3 separate regions of the Mus musculus genome follow, and all the other regions are linked to region 2. The links are chromatin contacts, called in public Micro-C and promoter capture Hi-C maps. All regions are on one chromosome and are shown on one strand. The core of a region is the stretch at or near the end of the contact, and the rest is flanking DNA. Distances in the headings are between cores, read along the strand shown. Region 1 has its middle 16 kb from the start of Bok. Region 2 has its middle 26 kb from the start of Pdcd1. Region 3 holds the start of Thap4 (THAP domain containing 4).

Evidence for each region. Promoter capture Hi-C pulls out the DNA fragments that hold promoters and counts their contacts. A called contact is a pair of places that touch in the nucleus more often than the background predicts.
Region 1: a contact with region 2 is called in a Micro-C map of the G1E-ER4 cell line. The contact joins two enhancer-like sites. A contact is called at or near these places in 1 of 15 datasets of contacts at CTCF or cohesin (embryonic stem cells) and 5 of 484 Hi-C or Micro-C datasets (the G1E-ER4 cell line and embryonic stem cells).
Region 3: a contact with region 2 is called in a promoter capture Hi-C map of the HPC-7 cell line, with 4 times the contacts expected there. The contact joins the promoter of Thap4 here to the enhancer-like site in region 2. A contact is called at or near these places in 1 of 39 promoter capture datasets (the HPC-7 cell line), 1 of 484 Hi-C or Micro-C datasets (CD4 T cells), 2 of 115 datasets of contacts at active chromatin or transcription factors (embryonic stem cells and extraembryonic endoderm stem cells) and 1 of 9 other capture datasets (pancreatic islet).

The regions. Positions count from the first base shown.
Region 1 is chr1:93,666,935-93,671,465 of GRCm38.p6, forward strand. No RefSeq gene overlaps it. Among named protein-coding and RNA genes, the nearest start is that of Bok, 16 kb to the right of the region's middle. Within about 2 kb of position 2,222, at least 168 of the 459 cell types and tissues checked have an H3K27ac peak or open chromatin away from gene starts, as enhancers often do. A contact at or near this core is called in the G1E-ER4 cell line, where this site is marked.
Region 2 is chr1:94,076,190-94,080,475 of GRCm38.p6, forward strand. No RefSeq gene overlaps it. Among named protein-coding and RNA genes, the nearest start is that of Pdcd1, 26 kb to the left of the region's middle. Within about 2 kb of position 2,387, at least 39 of the 459 cell types and tissues checked have an H3K27ac peak or open chromatin away from gene starts, as enhancers often do. A contact at or near this core is called in the G1E-ER4 cell line and the HPC-7 cell line, where this site is marked.
Region 3 is chr1:93,752,682-93,756,811 of GRCm38.p6, forward strand. It overlaps Thap4 (THAP domain containing 4), which reads right to left and starts at 2,157. Exons shown (of 6, transcript NM_025920.3): 1 at 1,776-2,157. The coding sequence starts at 1,852. It overlaps Atg4b (autophagy related 4B, cysteine peptidase), which reads left to right and starts at 2,224. Exons shown (of 13, transcript NM_174874.4): 1 at 2,224-2,373. The coding sequence starts at 2,364.

The sequences.
Region 1 (4,531 bases), core at 972-3,471, 410 kb before region 2:
ACTCAGCTACACTGCTGAGACTGGGCTCAAGAGCCATTTACTAAAATAGCGTAAAAAGTCAGTGCTCCCTGTGAGAAACTAAGATTGCTTACAGCCTTGCTCAGCTCAGCTCTGGGATCTAAGGGAGAACCAGGTCCAGAGTGAGTTTTCAGAATAAACTGATGGGCAGAGCCCAGGGAAAGGCAATGAGGGCCAAGGAGTTCAGTCATGACGGGTCTGAGTATGGGTCTCTGGTCAACTGGTAGACTAAGGACCCTAGGACAGCACTAGGTGAGCCAGTGGCAGGCTAGAGTAGTGGCCCTGTGTCCACCCACATTGTGACATCTCACTGTGTGGCCCATGTGCTGGGACAAAATTCTTCTGGTAATTCCTGCTGTAGCTGGGATTTGTAACAAGGGCAGCCTGGGTACGTCTGACTACTTCCTGACCATTTGGGGCCCAGTTGAATTATATGAGGATTGGAGAAGCCTGTGCTCCCAGGGAGATAATGAGAATGCTGGGGTAGAGCTCTGTGAGGACACCAAGAGAAGACAGCAGGCACCTGCCCTGTGTTTGGACTTCCTTCTCCTAGGCCAGGCGATTTCACTTCTAACCAGACAAGAGTCCCAGAAAAGACTTTCTGAATTACTTGTGTACTTGCATGCGTGTGCGTGGGTGCATGCCAGAGTGTGTGTGTGTAGACTGAGGAGCCAGCTCCCAAGAGCTCCCAATCACACAGCCATGTTCCTATTCCATCAGTGGGATCAAGGGCTCCCTCAGAACAATGACTGCAGAAGGGCTGCGCAGGAGAAAAGCCTGGGAATGACTGGAAATAGGTGGCATAATGCCGTTGTCACTGTCCTTGCGACCTCTCAGCAGGGAGGAAGAATGCCCCAGATGTGATAGTTTCCCTTTGGGTGTCAGGATAGAGCCCTATAGGACCACTTCGAGAGCAGAGCTGCTGGCTCCTCCCACCAACCCCAGCCCTCTACCTGGCTCCTCCCACCAACCCCGGCTCTCTACCTGGCTCCTCCTACCAGCACCACCCTCTACCTGGCTCCTCCTACCAGCTCACCCTCTACCGGGCTCCTGGGGTCTCTGCAGGTTACCCAGGCTTCCACTTCTCCACCTATTCACGTTGTGAAGGCCAGTTGTTTCTCTCTTTGTGTCTGTTTCCCCTCAGACTGGTAGAAATGTGACTGCTAACCCTTTATCTCTCCTGGGACTGAAAAGGGCAGCGAACTCGTGGTCTTTTCCAGATCAAAGAGTCCAGTGTCTGCAGCAGTGTAGAGTCCTGGCAGACAACCCCCTCCCCATCCATGATGCGTGCTTCCTTCCGCCTGGTTTATCAAACATCAAGGACAAGGTCAGACTGTCTAGGGAGAGTGAGCCAAGAATCCCAGTTGTGCGATGGAATTTCACACGGCCTGTAGAAATGGGAAGGCCAGAGGAACATAATGCGGATGTTACATTAAGTGTAAAGTCAGGTTTTGGAGCCTCAGGTGTTTGACATAAGCAAGAATCTTCTTTTGGATGTGAAATATGCCACAAGAGTCCTTATCATCATACAGCAGTTGCGGCTTTTAATTTTGTGTGCTTTTTAAACTTCCTAGTGGAGTGTACCCAGGATTTACTGTTATACTCGGGGGTGGAGGTGGGGTGAGAGGTGACTGCTGGCCTTGACTTTGAAATCTCAGAACAATTCTGTTTTAAAGTATATATTTTGCCGCGGGGTGTGAACTCTCAGAACCAGGAACAAACTAAAGAAAAGAATGTTTATCCACAGGGAAAAACTAAAGTCCCAACAGGAAGCATGGGCCACCAGTTTCCTGCCCCTGAGACTCACTGGAGCAGCGCAGACACACTGCAATATGTATCCAGCTCCCTAGAGGGAGATGAAACCTGGACCCCAGGTTCAACTTCTAAGGGACCTGGTGCTTCTCTGGGACAACTGGCCGCCTGGGGGCACAAGAGGACCCGTAGCCACCGAAGAGGTCCTCTTTGTCCCTGACAACCAGCACGCGGCTGGCAAGTGTACACTTCCTGCCGCTCTGAGGGAGCGGAGGAGTGGCCTCGGCACTAGAGGAAGAAAACACACACACACACACACACGTACACACTCCCTTTCCATCTCCAGACTTTAGTAATCTCGGCTCTCCGACTGTCACAAGGTGAGGAACATCGGAAGGGCGGGCTGTAGGGCAGTGTAGGGTGAAGGAGCTCTGGCATAGGACAGATTCTTGTGAGCGAGGGGCAGAGCCTAATGGAGCTCAGCCATTTGTAGGGGCAGATCTTGGTAGGGCCTGAACCCTATGGAAGGTGAACAACTCCCCACCCCAACCCAAGCAAGGATCTTTGTAAGGCAGATCCTCCAGGGGGAGGGGCTGTGGTCATGGGCGGGGGGTGGGGGGTGGTGGTGAGGAAAGTGGTGGGGAGGGACAAGTCACAGAGGCGGAGCCTCAGGCAAGGATATATACCAACTAGCATTGGGTTTGCAGATGAGGATTTTTTTTCCCCCAGTGAAGCCTGGATCCTGGATCCTGGTCCTGGTAGGTTGGCTTGGTCCAGGTTGCAAGTGGGAACTGAGGCAGATGTCCGTGTCCCCAGGACACAACATTTTATATATGAGCAGTTTACCTCTGAGGAGGGACACAAGAGCAACCCCAAAGTGCCCCAAAGCATCCCCTCTCCCCTGCGGAACAAGAGCTGTGACGCGTGTAGTGATGTGAGCACTCGTGCTCACAGTTAAATCACTCTGTCCATCTTCTAGGAGAGCTGTAACAAATTACCATAGACCTACTGGTGTAACACAAATTCCTTATTCTCTTATGTTCTGAGCATGGCAGTTGGACTGACGGTTGGGTATCATCAGACTCTCCCGAGATAGCAGTCTTTAGCCCTAGCTGGAAGGGACTGAAGGGTCTTTGGGAGGCTCAGCCTGGTGCCCTCTCTCTCTCTTTTCAGAACTACTCTGGTGTGGGTGGGCTTATCCCTACTTGGTTGTTGTCTTCCCTGAGGAAGGACCTTTTCCCCCATCCAATGTCTCAGACCCTTTCTCTGTGCATTACAAAGCCTGTAACAGCATCTCTCCTATCTACTTCCATTGAAGCATCTCAAGTCCCAGCCTGCCTGCTTCCTCCTCACAAAGATTCTCTTGTGAAGATCCAGGACCATCCCTAACTCCTAAGCTTGTCTTCATCTGCCCTCTGCAGAGCCTCTTTGCCATGCTAAGCATCTGGGGATTAATACCAGGGAATTAAGGCCAACTTGTCAAAGTAAATAGGAAACACCAGTTCCATTGAAGGAGGAAATCACTCCTGCTCCTACTCCTGGGAAATGTGACTGAAAGGGTGACCAGGCACTCCAGAGCATCATAGATATCTCAGAAAAACATGGTACATTGTGTTGATATAGATGTGGGAATAGAAGGGTATGGGTTGTTCCTTTGTTTGTTTGGTTTTTGAGACAGGTTGGTTTTATGTAGTCCTGGCCTTCCTGGAACTCACTCTGTAGACCAGGTTGGCCTGGAACTCAGAAATCTGCCTGCTTCTGCCTCCCAAATGCTGGGACTAAAGGTGTGGTGCATCATCACTGCCTGGCTAGATGTAGCTTTTGAATTATGAACTCAAATAATATAGGATTGTAAGTGAAGTTTGTGAGGGGAAGATGGAGCCAAGAAATCGACTTCTCTAGTGTGGATCCAAAAAGTGATGTCAAGGGAAAAGAGACATGGAAGTAGAACATATAGATTCTACTATCCGTGTACTGTGAGTTGGGGTCCAGGGCACCAGCCACAGTTGGACACACAGCACTATATACCGCATATCACACATATACACACACACTACATACAGTCAAACAACAATAAACAAATAATATACACAGCACATACAAACACATAACAATGTACTCAAACTACATACAAATCACAGACATACATGCAAAATACAGATAACACACATATAGACACAAACACCTATCTACCACAATACAAAATACATGGTTGCACCTAGTACACACAAACTACACTCACCACTTGGATATACACTAGATACACAAAAATACAAATACATGTCATTCATATATGTATATATATACATATATACATATATATATACACACACACATACACACACTATATATTTGATGTATATGCACACATAGAAAACATATCCCCAAATTTGATAAGAAAATTGTTAGATTAAAAGAGGAAAATGGCCAAGGAGATGACCAATGATCAGGGCTCTTGCTGCCAAGCCTGGAGAACTGACTCAGTCCCCAGGATCCACATGACAGGAGAGAGCCAACTCAGTTGGCCTCTGACCTTACAGGCTTGGCATGGCACATGTGTTACCCTTACCCACCCAAATATAAATAAATAAGATGTAAAATAAAACAGAAAAAATATACATGCTTTTTGGGTTTTGTTTTGTGTTTTCTGCTTGCTTTTGAGACAAGGTCTCAGTGTAGTCCAGGCTAGACTCTGGCTTAGCTGGTGATATAGTTTTGAATTCTTAATCCTCCTGTCTCTATTTTCCCTCTTAAGTACACT
Region 2 (4,286 bases), core at 1,137-3,636:
GTCCCAACTAGTTTAGGGAAGGATTCTTATTCTGATTAGGAATTAAGGTTAGGAACAGAGTTTGGTTTAGAGTTAGGAGTTAAGGCTTAGATCAGGGTTAAGGTCAGGGTCAGGGTGAGGGTTAGAGGGTTAGGGTTTGCTGTATAAACGTTTCCTTCAAGACTGGAACATTCCATCCTTCAGGGATGCTCCTTAACCAGGAAGTAAACAACTCAAAATAGCTTCAGGAATTCCCTGAAACCAACCAGATTCACTAGGATACTCCCTGATAGAGTAAACAAGTCAAGTTGCATAGAAGATTCTGAGACTCAATCAGCTGCCTGGAAGAGGTTTAGACCAATAACTGAGTCAATTGGAAAGGATGCTCTTCAATCTGTTGAGCTGCCCGCAGGCTGTGTAGTTGCTCCAGGTTTTGTGAGCCTTCACCTGCTTTGGGGTGGTCTTTGGTGATGCATCTGACTTTGAGTTATTTCTGCTCCTGTAAGTGACCCTTCACCCATATTCCTGTAAGCAACCCCAATAAAATTCATTAGTTTTCCAAATTGGACTATGGTGGTATCTGTACTCTGGTCTGTTGTGGGCTCCCAATCTGGGTGAGTGTTGGGCCTTATTTGGCCAGATACTGAGGCCTAGTGAGCCTTTGCACGAGTTTAGAGACCTGTCCTGACTTCTGTACTGGAGTGACTCAGCACAACCTGCCTTTGCCTAGCTACTGCTGATGTAGAATAACTTTACTGACCCTGACAGTCACCTCATACCCTCATCATCTCACCTCATCAAAGATCCCCACCTCCTTTCTTAACTCTATATAAACAAAAGACTGATACAATAAAATGAGTTCCTGCTTTGACACTCCCTGCCCATGTGTTTGTTTTGAGCCTTACCATCCTGCTCAGCCCCAGAGAGACTCTACTGGACCCGGTTCTCTCCTCTCGCCTGAACCTGCCAGCAGAGAGTCGACAAACTGGGACCCCGTGTGAGGATCAAACTCATGACCTTCAGATTATGAGACATGTTAGTAGACATGTATATTAGTTAGAGTTCTCTAGAGTCACAGTGTCTTGCATCAGCAAGATCCGGATCATAGGTGTGCCCTCTGTTTCTGAATTGTAGTTCATTCTAAATATAGTCAAGTTAACAACAGAGAATAGCCATCACGTGTGTGTATAGCATCTCTCCAGAAAAAGCTTGTCACAACATAATTGGCATCTGAACAGAAACATAAGAGAACCCAAGGTAAGTTTGGAGTAGTGAGTGCATGGTCCTGGCTATTGATAGAAGACATTCCCTGATCATCCTCGTTTTTTCGTATAGGACCATTGTTAATACTCACATCCAGCACCTGCATCCAGTGTGTGGATGTGAGTATGAACAATGGCCCTATATGAAAAAACGAGGATGATCAGAGAATGTTCAGTGCCTGAACTTCTGGAACTGGGAAAGGCTTTAAAACAAGCAATGGAAGAGCCTGTTGCAGCCTGCCTTGTGAGGGTGTGGGACATGAGAGCAGATGGGACCCATCTTACTGCTGTGAAGAGAGGGAAATAGCAGTGTAACTTCCCATCTCATCTTAAGGCAAAGGCTTCGAAACCCAAGAGGCTGGGAGAGAAATCCGGTCCTAATAGACTGGCTTCTCAAAGCCCTTAGGAACACTTGGTTATCTCTGTCTGAAGTCCCTGTAGATGTCCATGAACTGAAAACAACATAGGACAGGTGCTACGGAGGGAACCAGGAGCAAGAGAAGCTATGCATAGACTGTAGTTCTCTGGGCTAGACAGAACTATGCTCACAGGAGAATTAAGGAGAAAGCTGATCTAATAGGGACCTCCAGATGGGTATGGGACTTAGTGGCTTTGCTGAGCCCCAGGAGGGATTTTTTTGTTTTGTTTTTTTTGTTTTTGTTTGTTTTATGAAAAGAGACTTGGCAGACTGTAGTAGTGATCTAGACTGTCATGGGAATTGTGTTCACACCATGCCAAAATGCATGGAGGAGGTGGGTGAGTAAATAGACGGTAGAGTCTATCTGGGTCACCTGGAAGCAAACGTGGCTAGATTTGTTTTGAGCTGTTGGTGTACCTGTTCTCAAACCCCAAAAGACCACCAAGGAGTCGACTCTGATGCAATCGCACTAGGGTCTTTTACTCAAGCAGGACAGGAAGGTGGAGCCTTGAGCCTAGTTTTAGGTAAGCATTTTATAGAGGCAAGCAAACAAGCAAGAAGGTTCCTAGCCTGGGACACATTTGATTGATGGGGCGAGGGGAGCTTTATGGCCTTTAACATAATTGGCTGGGGCTGGGAGCCAAACCACAAGCTTAACTTCTGTTTTTCTCCTGACTGGTGGTTGTTAGCCAGGGGAAGGCTTGTACCCTGGAGGAGTAGATTTGTTGGGAAGTAACCTAGAAGCTCTTGCTAGTTGCAGGCTTGTTAGCTAACTCGAGTTCAACTATAAGTCAAGTTCTCTAAGATGGAGTCTGGACCCAAAAGCTCTGGTCTCTCAGGAGTTCCTAGGGTGAATATTGATAGAGAAATAATTCATGTGAGCTAGTTAATGATAACCATGCCAATTAAGCCAATTAAAATGCATGAGTCCTTTTGTATTGATGGCCAGACCAGGAAAGAATGGACTTATGCATCTGAAAAGTCTCTGGGTGTTCAAGCTCAAGGGTACAGTGTTTTAAAGACAAACCCTTAATGTTTGGGTGTGGGAGGATTATATCAGTGGGCGATTTAGAGTTGTCTAGTAATGTCTGCTCTCTTTGTAAGGCTCAGTGGTATCTCTCAGACACTTCATTATATGTTTGAACTATGGTCCATGGACAGTCCCTGAAGCATTGCCCAGGTGAAGGTGGCTATTGGGGCCTGGGTGGCAGGGGTGGGGGTGGGGTGTGTGTGAGACTTCAGGAGCCTATTTGGGATTTGATATGACTGGAAATTTCTGGTCCAGGAGAGGAAAGGAGCCTTTTTTTTTTTTTTTTTAAATTAACTTTTACATTTTAAAAACACAAATCAAGACACACAGCGTACAGACGGTGCCACCCAGTGGCAGAAACCGGAGAAACCGGCAGACTCTCCAGAGACGAAAAGACTAACCAAACAGAGCGAGCAATGGCTTGTAGAGGCTCCCACCTAGTGGCAGAACACGGAAAAAGCGGGGACTCTCAGAGTCCCAGGTTAGGGTTATGCTTTTTAGAGGGCTGAGGTAACCTTTGGGCTATGGTTTAAAAGGTTAGGATTGGGGTTATGGTTTGTATTAGAGGGTTAGGGTTAGGTAGATTTGTGTTTAGTGTTAGGGATAGATGCTTAGGAGAGTTAATGCTAGTATTTAGGGTTTCTGTGTAGGTTGGATCTTGAGTTAAGGTTAGGGTTAGGGTTTCAAAGGTCATAAAGAAAATCTCTAGTCAACACTGCCCAACGCTATGACTATTTATGAATAGTGTATAAACCTGTGTTTAGTGGTGCACCTAAGCAGGAAAGGTGTAGAAACTTATTTCCAGGGTGTTTACGCTGGAACTATAGTGGAATTTTTAGGAGAATCACTGTATGTAGTGTAAACAGAATCAATGGTTTCCTAGAAGGACTTAGACCTTTAAGAAATCTTTGTGCAAAACAGTGGTTGTTTTCTATGATTATTTATAGAGTTGGGTTTTTTTTTTTCTTTGAAGGATCTTTACAGCCTTTGCATGATTTTGGCCACAAGACAATCCTGGCACACCTAGAGCATCTTGCATTATTAGATACTGTACCAATAAGGACTAAAGTTGTAGCAGCGCGATGTTTTCCTTCCAAAACATTAGAGCAGGGGCTTTGGGTATGAGGAACTTGTTTTACTCAAAGAACAGCTTTAGTGTAACAATGAATAAATAATGCCTTTGCTCTGCTGTTTGAGATCTAGTCCACAGAGGCTGATCTCCTTGCTGCCAGGAGCCCTTAATTCATTCTTAAGTGTCCCTCTTTGAACGCCCGAGCAACTCAGAACACCGAAATGGAGTAGTGCAGAAACCCCTCTTCCAGGACATAGCTAATCAGGTAGAGTACAAACTGCTATGCTCAAGTTCTCAGTCAACAGGAAAAGCGCTAACACCTGAGCACAGGCAAAGGCAAGAGCTATGTCCAGGGACTCCGCTACTTTGTAAAACTGCCACAGTTACCCATGAAGAGCACAGCTGTAATCTCAGCTATCTGAAGGTTGATGCAGGAGGATTTTTGTGAGGGTCAGATGAGTCTGTTTACATAAGTGTCGCCCAGAGGAGCGAAATGGTTAGGGCTAGGTGACAGGCTTGAATACT
Region 3 (4,130 bases), core at 907-3,406, 320 kb before region 2:
CCTCCTTTAGGAGCCTGGGTAAACCTTTGGGAAGTTATGCTGAATGTGTCAGTCATAGGTTAGGGTGGTAGTGTAAACCTTTAATCCTAGCAGTTGGGAGGCAAAGGCAGGAGAGTTCAAGTCCAGCCTGTCTACAAATGAGTTCCAGAACAATCAGGGCTATGGAAAGGGACACTGACTCAAAAGAAAACAAACAAACAATCCAAGGCCAGGTGGTGGTGGCCCACCCCTTTAATTCCAGCACTTGGAAGGCAGAGGCAGGCAGATTTCTGAAAAGACCAGAACAAACAAACAAAAAACCCAGTTGTTCTTGGTGGCTCATGCCAGTATTTCCCGAGCTTGGGAGGCAGAGGAAGGACGTCTACAAGACCAGCAGACTAAAACAATGCGATGTAGGCCAACAAGGCAATTCAATGAGACATTGTCTCAAAACACACACACAGACACGTGCCTGTGCACACACACCAAAACACCCCAAAGACAAAAATGGTAAATTTTATGTAGTATTTTACGTCGTAAGAGGAAAACTGGGAAAAAAAAATTAGATGTTCAATAACATGCTTAGTAATTTCTTCCCTCATCTAATGAAGCTATTTAATGGTCACTTAAGGCAAGATTTGTGAGACCAAACTGACTACACATGGTAGGCTTTCTCAGGTGCTCAGAGCTCCACCTGAGCTTTTCCAGTCTCGAGGAACCTGCTGTGGACCAAGACTGGCCTTAATAGGATGGATCTGGACGTTGTAAGCAATGTGATCTTATAACCTTTATCAGTGTTTAGTGAGCTAGATTTCTGGAGTTTCCCCGCCCCAATTTGGGCACTGTCTACCCATATACCATGTTAGAACATGGGGAAGCCAACATCAGTCCTTGCAACACTGCCTCATTTTCAACTGTTAACAAAACTTCTGGGGCATGTTCTATGTGAAATTGTTACGGAAACATTCTGGTTGACTTGTAAGATTGTTTAACGTTACTAGGTTTTGTTTTGAACCAGGTCTTAAGGACTGGAGACTTAATGTAACCCTGTGAACTTTCAACAGATACGTGCCATTCCCATCTTTAAATTTTAACACCAAGTACTAAGAGGTGGCAGGATGTGCGAAGTGACTTCCAAGGCAGAGTCCCTTCGCTCGCTGTTCACTCCTGTTGGAAATCACAGGAGAGGACCAACTGAGGGAGTCTCGAAAGCCTTTGGAAGGCGCGGCCCGCACAAGGGCCACCGAGAACCCCCTGGAAAGCCCTTTCCACGGTCATCCCCCGGGCCTCTGCCAGAGTGCAGGATGCGGGAGGTGATCGGTGCCAGTGCCTGGGCCGCAGGACCCCATAGGAAGGCGATGAGGGCTATGGATGCAGGAAGTAGAGCTGCGTGCGCCGGGCCGCACTCCTGCCACACACCTCCGGGCGGGCTTGCCCCGCCGAGGCAAGAGTGGAGAACTGCCCGAAAGCAAAGATCAGGATTAACCTGAGAAGGCGCCCTTGCAGAATACTCCTGAAATTGGCAGGGCCAGCCCAAATCAGTGCGACGCCCGTTGGTGGAGGTGGCGGAGGGGGCCTCCGGCCGCTCTGCCCGAGGCATGGCCGTGCTGGTCCCCAAAGCCGGCGGTCCAAGCCAAGGTCATAAAGCTCCACGACCCGTCCACCTCCCACAGTTACCCTCGGTTAGCCGGCCCCCCACTCCCGGTCCCCGGAGCTCGGCCCGCCGCGCGGCCTCAGTTTCCCCGCGGGCCCCGGCCAGGGCGGGGGCGTGGCGGACCCGGAGGCGGGCCGCGTACCTGTGGAAGGAGACAGCGCGTTTCTCGCCCTTGCCCTGCCTGTTGGAACAGTTCACGGCCGCGCAGCAGATCACCATTGCGGGCCTCGGTCGTGAGCGCCGCCAGGCTCCGATCCTTGCCGCCCGCCCGCTGGCCCGACCCGCCCCGAGGGAGCGCGGCGACACAGCTCGGGACGTGGGCCGCGGCCGAGCCGTACGGCAAGATGGCTGCGCGCTGCCGCCCGCACCACGCTGCGCTCGGACTGCCCGGCCACGGCGCCGGCGTCGCGGCCGCAGCGGGCGGTGAGTCCGTACCGAGACATGCGCGGGTGGCTGTCTGTACGGAAAGATGGCGGCGCCGGAGGAGCGCAGCTCGGGCCGGCTCCCGGGTGTTCCGAAGCGGCGGCGCGGGCCGGGGGCGGGGCGGCCGCGTCCGGTTAGGAACCACACGCGCCGAGGCCCCACCCCCCGCGTGCCCACCGCCGTACGGCGAGATGGCGACGCCCGCGCTTCCGCTGCGCCGCGCTTGGCTGCCGCGGCTTCCCGTCGCCGTGTCGCGCAGTAGTCCGTCGGAGCGACGGCACGGTCAGTCGGCAGCCGGACAGGGAAGATGGACGCAGGTAAGGAGGGCGGACGCCTGCCCTGTCGCGGGCGGGCTCCCGTGGCCGCCCGCTGGGGCGGAGGCCGGTGTGTTGGGCTGGGCGGGCCGCGCCTCCCCGCAGCGCTCAGTACCGGGTTCGCGGGGCCACTCGTCAGCGCCTCGGCCTCCGGCGCTCGGCCGCGGCCCTCGGGGAGCGTCCCAGCCTGTGGGCTCGCGGCTGCGGGCGTGAGGGCAGGGAGTCTGAGGGACGCATCAGGACGCGGGCACCCTGGTGCCCGGAGAGGACCGGTGCGCCGCGAGGGTGGGCCTTGCGGTGTCCATTGAAGAGCCGACCTCTTTAACTTCTGTCAAGTTGTTGGCCGCTGGTCCAGCTACCACAACATGCACATCTTTTGTCTTTGAAGTTCAATAACCTGTGTAGGTGAGCCCCGCTCCTGTTCTGACAGCGGATCAGTCACATGCTACTTTGACTTCTTGAGGTCCTAATACTGGGTTAAGTGTGGGTGGGTTTTGTTTGTTTGTTTGTTTGTTTGTTTTTAACTGACTCTTGCTTCTGAAGCTGGAGAGTGCGGTTCTTTGTTTATGTTGGCCAGAAGTCTTGGAGATGCAAATCTATCAAATAAGTTGTTTGCTAATAGCCCTAAAAATACCCACCCCACCCCATTCCACCCCACCCCACCCCCAACAGAGGTTCTCTCATTCCCTCAGCAGCGTTAGCGGGTTTTTTTTTTTTTTTTTGGTTTTCTTTTTCTTTTTTCCTTTTTTTAATTTAAGAGCGACCTGCCTTCAAGAATCCACTCCTTTGTGAAGGAGTCCTGCTACCTGATTTCATTGTACTTTTCTTGAATGGCGTTGCTTTTGATGGTTTTCTTCTGACAGCTGTGTTAGAGAAGTAGTCGGCTCTTACTTGGGAGTAATGCCTACAGTTAATACACATTTCAGCAGTTTATGGCATCCGTAGCTGGAGGAAGCAGGAACGTTGACTCCCCAAGATGCATGAGCCAGGTGTATATTTTTTTAAGATAATTCATTTTTTTTTTTTTTTTAGAATGAATAACTGAAGCTGTCACACCACAGTGCCTCTTGGAGGTGTGGAATGGGATAATACATTGAATTACTTAATTATCCTCTCCCCCACTTTTTTTTTTAAAGACAAGGCCTCACTGTTTAGTCTTGTCTAATATGTAGACCATGCTGACCCAAGACTCACAGAAATATATCTGCTTGCTTGTACATCCCCAATGCTGAAATTAAGTGGGTGTTTAATGCTGCTGTGAGATCAAACTCAAAAGACATCTGTGTTTGAAGACTTGTGTTAATGGTGATAAAACACTTTTTTTTAAATACAGTATGATGGTGCAATTTTTCTCCTGATATAATTCTGGGTGGCATTTTATGATCTACCTTCTGATCTCCCACCACCCTTGTAATGTTGCTTCTGGTTATTCTTATAATTGTGTGTGCTGTGTTTGTGTGTTTTCTCTCTCTTTCTCTCTCAGCAGTATCTCTCCACAAAACCCTCACTGTACTAGAACTCAGGATGTAGATCAGGCTGGCCTTGAAGTGCTGGACTTAAAAAGTGTGAGCCATCCTGCCCTACCTACCTTGATCTTTTTATAAACTACATTTGTTATTGGGTATCAGGAGTTTCAATCTAGACATTGGACTAGAAAAATGGACAAAGGAAAAGAAATGCTGTCTGAGGCCCCTGACATTCTCTACAGGAGACCAGAAGTATATAGGCCTGGATGGTGCTTATATGGGAGAGTGATGTGG